2 separate regions of the Cricetulus griseus genome follow, and region 1 is linked to region 2. The links are chromatin contacts, called in public Hi-C maps. All regions are on one chromosome and are shown on one strand. The core of a region is the stretch at or near the end of the contact, and the rest is flanking DNA. Distances in the headings are between cores, read along the strand shown.

Region 1 (3,026 bases), core at 407-2,906, 330 kb after region 2:
CAGCTGGGGATAATCCCAGAGTTTTGCCAAGGGAGGCAGAGACAGTCATCCCCAAACAAGTCCCAATGGGGTTGTGGGGTTCTTTACTTAGAGCTTATCTACTATCTATGGAACCCCTGTAGCTCTGATGTGGAGAGAGTGGGGAGTGTGGTATATCAGCTCTGACTCTTCAGTCAGACACATGAGGTCTTACAAAGCCCTCACCCGAACTCATGTAGAAACACAGAGTGAGGCAGGCCTAGCTATTCCTATTTCAGGATGGTGAAAATGAGGGTCAGAAAGGGCCCAGAATTAGCCCAAGCTCCTCCAGCTAAGACTGCAGCAGACCCTGAACCAGAGTGGCTGGCCTCATTCTGGCTCCTGCCCATCCCTTACTTCCCAGTACTTTAGAAGTGAATCTCCTTCCTCCCAATTTCTCATCACTTGCTTTCCCCAAGGAATCACCTTTTTTTTTTTTTTTTCACATCAAAAGAACAGGCATGAGGACAGGCATGTGTGCTGTCACAAACTGGATACACAGGCAGAGGGGATTTCTGCTGGAGAAATAACCACACCACCTCCTTCCTCTTTGGAAAGAGACAGGGGAAACAGCTTAAAGAAACCACGGTAGAATGAATCTCACATTCACAAAGCAAAACAAAAGTGTGTAAAATGAAAGAATAACTAGCTGGTGAAATATTTACAGCTTCAAGAAAACACGTGGTTGATACCAAGAAGACGTGACATAACGACTCCACACCCAGGAAAGAAAATGTATCACGTGATGCTATGGACAATGGGGAGAGTTTAAATTTTACTTTTAAACCGAGAGAGAGAGAGAGAGAGAGAGAGAGAGAGAGAGAGAGAGAGAGAGAATGAGAGAGAAAGGTTAGTAGATAGGCAGCCACTGGGACAGGAAAGGGGAGACACATGAACTGGGAAAGCTAAAGAAGTGAAGCAAAAAGGGGAAGAATGATCTCCCAGAGCTGGGAGCAGTGGTGATGGGGTATGGAGGTAGAGTGCAAGGTGAAGGAAGAGGAGGAAGGAGGAGGCAGAAGAGGAGGGGGAGGGAGCTCTTGGTAGAGGAACCAGTCCCTTATTTCAGGAACTGTGTGCTGATAAGGAAGTAGAAGGAGAGTGCCCAAGCTGACTGGCATAGGAGTCTGGCCCTGGCCTAAACATAACCAAGAAGGCCCCAGTGGGCTCCGCTCACTCCAGGGTGAGAGGTACAGCCAGGTCCTGTTGCTGCTGTTGTTGGCCCTGTCTGTTGGCCTGTGTCTGACAGCCATCCTTCTCTTTGGACTTCTTAAAATGGTCCTGGTGTTTTTGTCACAAGTTAGCTCTACGAACAGAGCCTCAGGAGATGCCTGTGTGTAGGAGCTAAGTCCAGCTGCCTGCCAGCTAGAACCCCCCAACTCAGCACTCTCTGACACACAACTAGGAGAAAGCCAGCTTGGGGTCCTCCACTCTGGAAGGCAGATCCATTGAACCTTGGTTGGTGTGTCTGATGCCCCCACCCCATCTCCCTTCTGCCTGCAGTTGGCTGCTCTGAGCTCTTGGCCTGACCCGAGCTGGCAGGCTCTGGCAGAAGCCCAGGTGGTTCGCTCTCTCCCAGGACTTAGTACTGTACTTACTATTGAGGCAGTAGTTCCCACACTCTGCCAGGTGCCAGCATGAAAGAGAAAGGGAGAGTTAGCACTCACAGACATTGTACTCTACATGGCTCACTGGGAACCAGACCAGCCTGCTTCACAAAGCCCTTTTGTGGATCCAGAAGAGAGTGGAGGATGGGTTGCTGCAAGAGCCCCTGGAAGTTTCTTCAGGGCATGACTAGTGTTGTTCCCCCTTGGATTTTATTGCATTTGAGGGTTACTGAGAACTAAGGATAGGATACGTTCATGTTCATCCTAAGCTGCCAAGACTCCACCTTCAACCCACCTTTCTACTATGTCTGGAAAAATGCTTGTGACTATTTTTCAGCATCAGGCTGTGCATAATCAAGGGACAATAAGGCAACCAGTCACACATTCACCCATTGCCCTTTGCAGGATTCTGTAACCAGCCTTCTTGTGATTAACTAAGGGCAGAGTATTCTCCAGAAACCACACCAATAAGGTCCATGACAATGCCCTCAATTTAGTCAGTGCACACAGGCATGCAGGTAAAAAGCCATTCCATTCAAAAACACCAGCTCCAGGCGTGACCATCAAGTCTATTTCCCAACCTTCATGGTTTAAATTTTATTATAAACAAGTTTATATTTAAACCTAACCTTTAGACCTGACCTTTTCTGTGTTCTTTCTTTTGTAGCAATGGCCTGACTCATGTATTAATGAAAATGTCTTGGCATTCCTTCACATCTATGTGCTAAAGCAGGTGCCATCAGGTGGTGTCAGAACTGCCAAAGAAGAACAGCATTCCACATGCAAGTTCCACCCCCAACCCCCACCCGAGAGAATCTCCCACTTGAGAGATTTAGAGTTTTGGGGAAAAAAAGAGTTGAAAAAACAGCTCTTTCTTGCAACACACTCAATTGAAGTTGGACAGAGAGGACCATGAGGATGTCATAGACTCACTATCTCAATATCCAGGAGGCTAGTAGGCAGCACTGCTTCTTGGTACACCTCAGGGCCAGGGAACAATGAGACTGGTCAACTGGTCTACCATCAGGGCAGACTACACGCTTCTGGGGCAGTTTACTTGGTACATAATTCTTTGGTGTATAGGTTGAGAACATCCAATCCCCATAAACTCTAAAGCTTTTTTAATACCAACACCTGGAAAACTGCACACTTGAGGTCATGGCATGGGGTCATACTGAAAAGGTGGGCAAGGTAAAAATGCTGCAGAAAATTGCTTCTCATTTCTACATGAAGGGTATTTATTGGAAACACAAATAACCCTCATATTTAGATTTGGGTCCTTGTCAAGGTATCTCTTTATATGTATGTAAATATTCCAAACTCAAAAAAAAATATACTGTAATTGGAAATGTTTTTGGTCCCAAGAACTCTGGATAAGGTCTATACAACCTAATTTAGAAGCTA
Region 2 (3,172 bases), core at 642-3,141:
ATCCAAGAGTGCACTGGCCAGCCTAGCCTATTTGATGAGTTTAGTAAGAGATCATATCTCAATCAATCAACAAGACATCTATGGTTTATCTCTGGCTTCGTGTGTGCACACAAACATACACACACATACAAAAACATTTGTTTTATGTAGACTGCTCTTAGAGAAAATTAATCTTAATATATTTTGAAGCTTAATTAGGTCTAATTGTCATGGGAACTATGGTGACATTAGACAGAAGAAATGTGTTGTTTTCCAATCATTGCCCGAGCACAGCTTCATATATCTTGGTCCTGGAAGCTCAAGGCTTCAGCTTCTACTTCACATGATGTGTACCTGTGCAGGTAAAGTAGGCTCTCACTGCCATTACTCACAATATTGAAGTCTTTCTGGTAAATCCTTCAGGCGTTTGCTATGTGAGACAGGAATTGGTTTGGACCTTTGTTCCTAATGTTGTAACATATTATATTCTTGTGAGGCACTGATCGAGAACAGGGCATCACAGTCAATGGCAGTGGTCAGAGCAGATCTACATATGCCCTGAGTGAAGGTTGTGTTTTCATTTGACTGAATAGTCTGTTCAACAGACTGATAATAGATGGGTCTTGATCATATTAGCATGATTTTAAAAAGCACCACTTTTCAAACTGGGTGTTAATTCAAAATTACACAACTGTTTATGGTTGCTAGTATGCAGAGTGATAGGATCTTTGCACTCAAGTCTCACAAAAGAAAAATAGCCTCATTCCCATGGGACCATTCCAGAAAGTTCATGGACTCAGCCAGGGGTGGGGGTGGGGGCTCAGAAATGATCATAATGGAAACAACTTTGATTGTCAATTGATTACCTATCCCTGGTTGATTGCCAACTGGTCAGCTGTCCCTGATTATCAGTTGATCAGTCGGCTGTCCCTGATTGCCAATTGATCAGTCAGCTGTTGTGATTGTCATTTGATCAGTCAGCTTCATGAGCTGGGCACCAGAAACAGTAGTTTTCCAACAATTTTGGTTTTTTTCCACCTTGTGTTAGTCAGTCTTTTTGTCACTGTAACAAATACCTGAGGACAGCATGAACAAAGGGAGGGAGGGTTATTTTAGCCTATGGTTTCAGTTCCTGGTGGGCTAGCGTCATTGTTTCTGGCTCTGTGATTGGCAGAGCATCATGACAGAAGGGTGTGGTGAAAGAAAACTGTTCACTTCATGGCAGCCAGGCATGGGGAGCCCATCTGGGCTCCCAGCCTACAGACAGTGCTGACTATACTCAGTGCAGGGCTTTTGGCATTGGTCAGTCCTCTCTGAAATCCCCTACACACACACACACACACACACACACACACACAAAAGTGCTTTACTAATCTGTTAGGTACTTCAACCCAATCAAGGTAACAGTCAAGATTAACTGTCTCCACGAGTCTCAGAGACTGGAAGTCCCATGACGACATCATCACCCAGAGTTCAACCTGCCCTGGGGAAGAAAAGGAATACAAGGAAGGAAAAGAGAAAAATTAAAAAAAAACCCAAAGGAGAAATAAAACAAAGACCATTCATGCCCTTTATTGATGTCACAGCCTGTCACACAAGGTGGAGTGAAGTTCTTCTGGATATACATACTGTATTGTCACAGCGGTGAACTAGCAGTCAAGTTTGTAGATCCAACACTTGTCCTCCTAAGTTTGGATTAGAATCGTCTGTGGGCCAGATTCCCTCATTAGCTCCGAATAAATGTTTTCCATCATGAGCAAAAAAGGTTTTATACAAATTCCATTTCCCAGAACTCCATGAATGAAATGGAAACTCCCTTTTCTGGTGTTACAAAACAACTCCCTGCTAAACCTGCCTTCTCCTTCCGCAAGTTCACTCTGCGTCTGCTAGGTGGCATTGCAGGCTAATGCATGGGTTCACTAGCTAACCCACAGGCCTCTGTGTGGGAGGAAAAAGAGGGAAGGAAGCAGCTGCCACTGCTGCTTCCATCAGTTAGGATATCAGCACCATGGAAGGGAGGAGAGGTGCTCTTGCCAAGACTTGGCCTCTGTCAGCTTAGGAAGCACTCCCTTCTTCTGGATGGACTGCAACTGGCACTGAAGGGGCTTCCTGACCATGTGCTTTGATATTCTCCAGGGAAATTCTGGGGGACTTAAGTTTGGTGAGAAATGCTGTGATTTTCTCTGTCCGCATCTTCCAAAAGGTGTTCTGTAACTTTGGAAGGAAGGTCCAAGAGGCAAAGGAAGACATCATAATTCAAAGGTTTGGGGAAATCAAGTTGCACCCTGCTCTAAGTGATCCCACATTGTGTAAAACAGTGGCTTTCAGACTACATTTGCCCTGAATGATTGCATTTTATTAGGTGCCTTTTGCTCCATTTTGAGAGCCTTGTCTCTGCCTCTCCTTTTGTACATAGATACCACAACTTGTTCACTACTGCCTACAAAGGACAGACCGATAAAAGAGATACCACTTACACATTTATCACAGTAGATTGGCCTATATAGGCGCATTGGTACATTCAAACCATATCAGAAAACGTAGGTCCAAGAACTTATCAAACATACCAGACAATGAAAGCATGCAACACCATCACCTGGATCCCATAAACAGGAACCAAACATTGAAATAGCAATGGTCTCACCAACCTGGCCACCTATTTCTTGGTGTGGGGGCAAGTAAGTGACAGACAGGAAATTCCCAACTGTCTTTGGAGCTTTTAGCTTGCCTCAGTACCCACTGCACAATGTAGATAGACATACAGAATGACTGCAAAAGGGTCAAAAAGGTCAAGCAGAGGTGTAGAGTTCATAGAAACTGTACTGGAGACAGAGAGCTGACACAGATGCAAAGAGAGTCACTGAAGTGGTAGAAAAACGTTAAAGAACCTGCTGTAGAGCTCGCACAGCTGCTGCAGATTTGAGCCTGGGCTATAGGGTTGAGTCAGATATAGGGAACCAGAGGGGTCATAGAAGCAAGGTCCAGGACCTGGTCCAGACTGACATCAGGATGGATGGATGGCACTGCAAGTAGGCTACATTGTGCAGTGGGTACTGAGGCAAGCTATTTCAATGTAGTAGGCTCTTTCTCATTCCCTATCACCCTCCCTTGAGATCCAGTCATGCCTGGGGGAAGTCACTAGGTCTGTGGGTTGGATTTGAAGATGCAGATGCAAGACTGAAGAGGAGCCTTA

What was found. A called contact is a pair of places that touch in the nucleus more often than the background predicts.
Region 1: a contact with region 2 is called in a Hi-C map of the CHK-Q cell line, with 7 times the contacts expected there. The contact joins two enhancer-like sites. A contact is called at or near these places in 7 of 8 Hi-C or Micro-C datasets (the CHK-Q cell line, the CHL-YN cell line, the CHO-K1 cell line and 3 more).

The regions. Positions count from the first base shown.
Region 1 is chr2:340,958,960-340,961,985 of CriGri-PICRH-1.0, forward strand. Egflam (pikachurin) reads right to left here. Exons shown (of 23, transcript XM_035440594.1): 18 at 1,614-1,637. Among named protein-coding and RNA genes, the nearest start is that of Lifr, 91 kb to the left of the region's middle. Within about 2 kb of position 1,657, at least 2 of the 6 cell types and tissues checked have open chromatin away from gene starts, as enhancers often do.
Region 2 is chr2:340,633,665-340,636,836 of CriGri-PICRH-1.0, forward strand. No RefSeq gene overlaps it. Among named protein-coding and RNA genes, the nearest start is that of Osmr, 30 kb to the left of the region's middle. Within about 2 kb of position 1,892, at least 5 of the 6 cell types and tissues checked have open chromatin away from gene starts, as enhancers often do.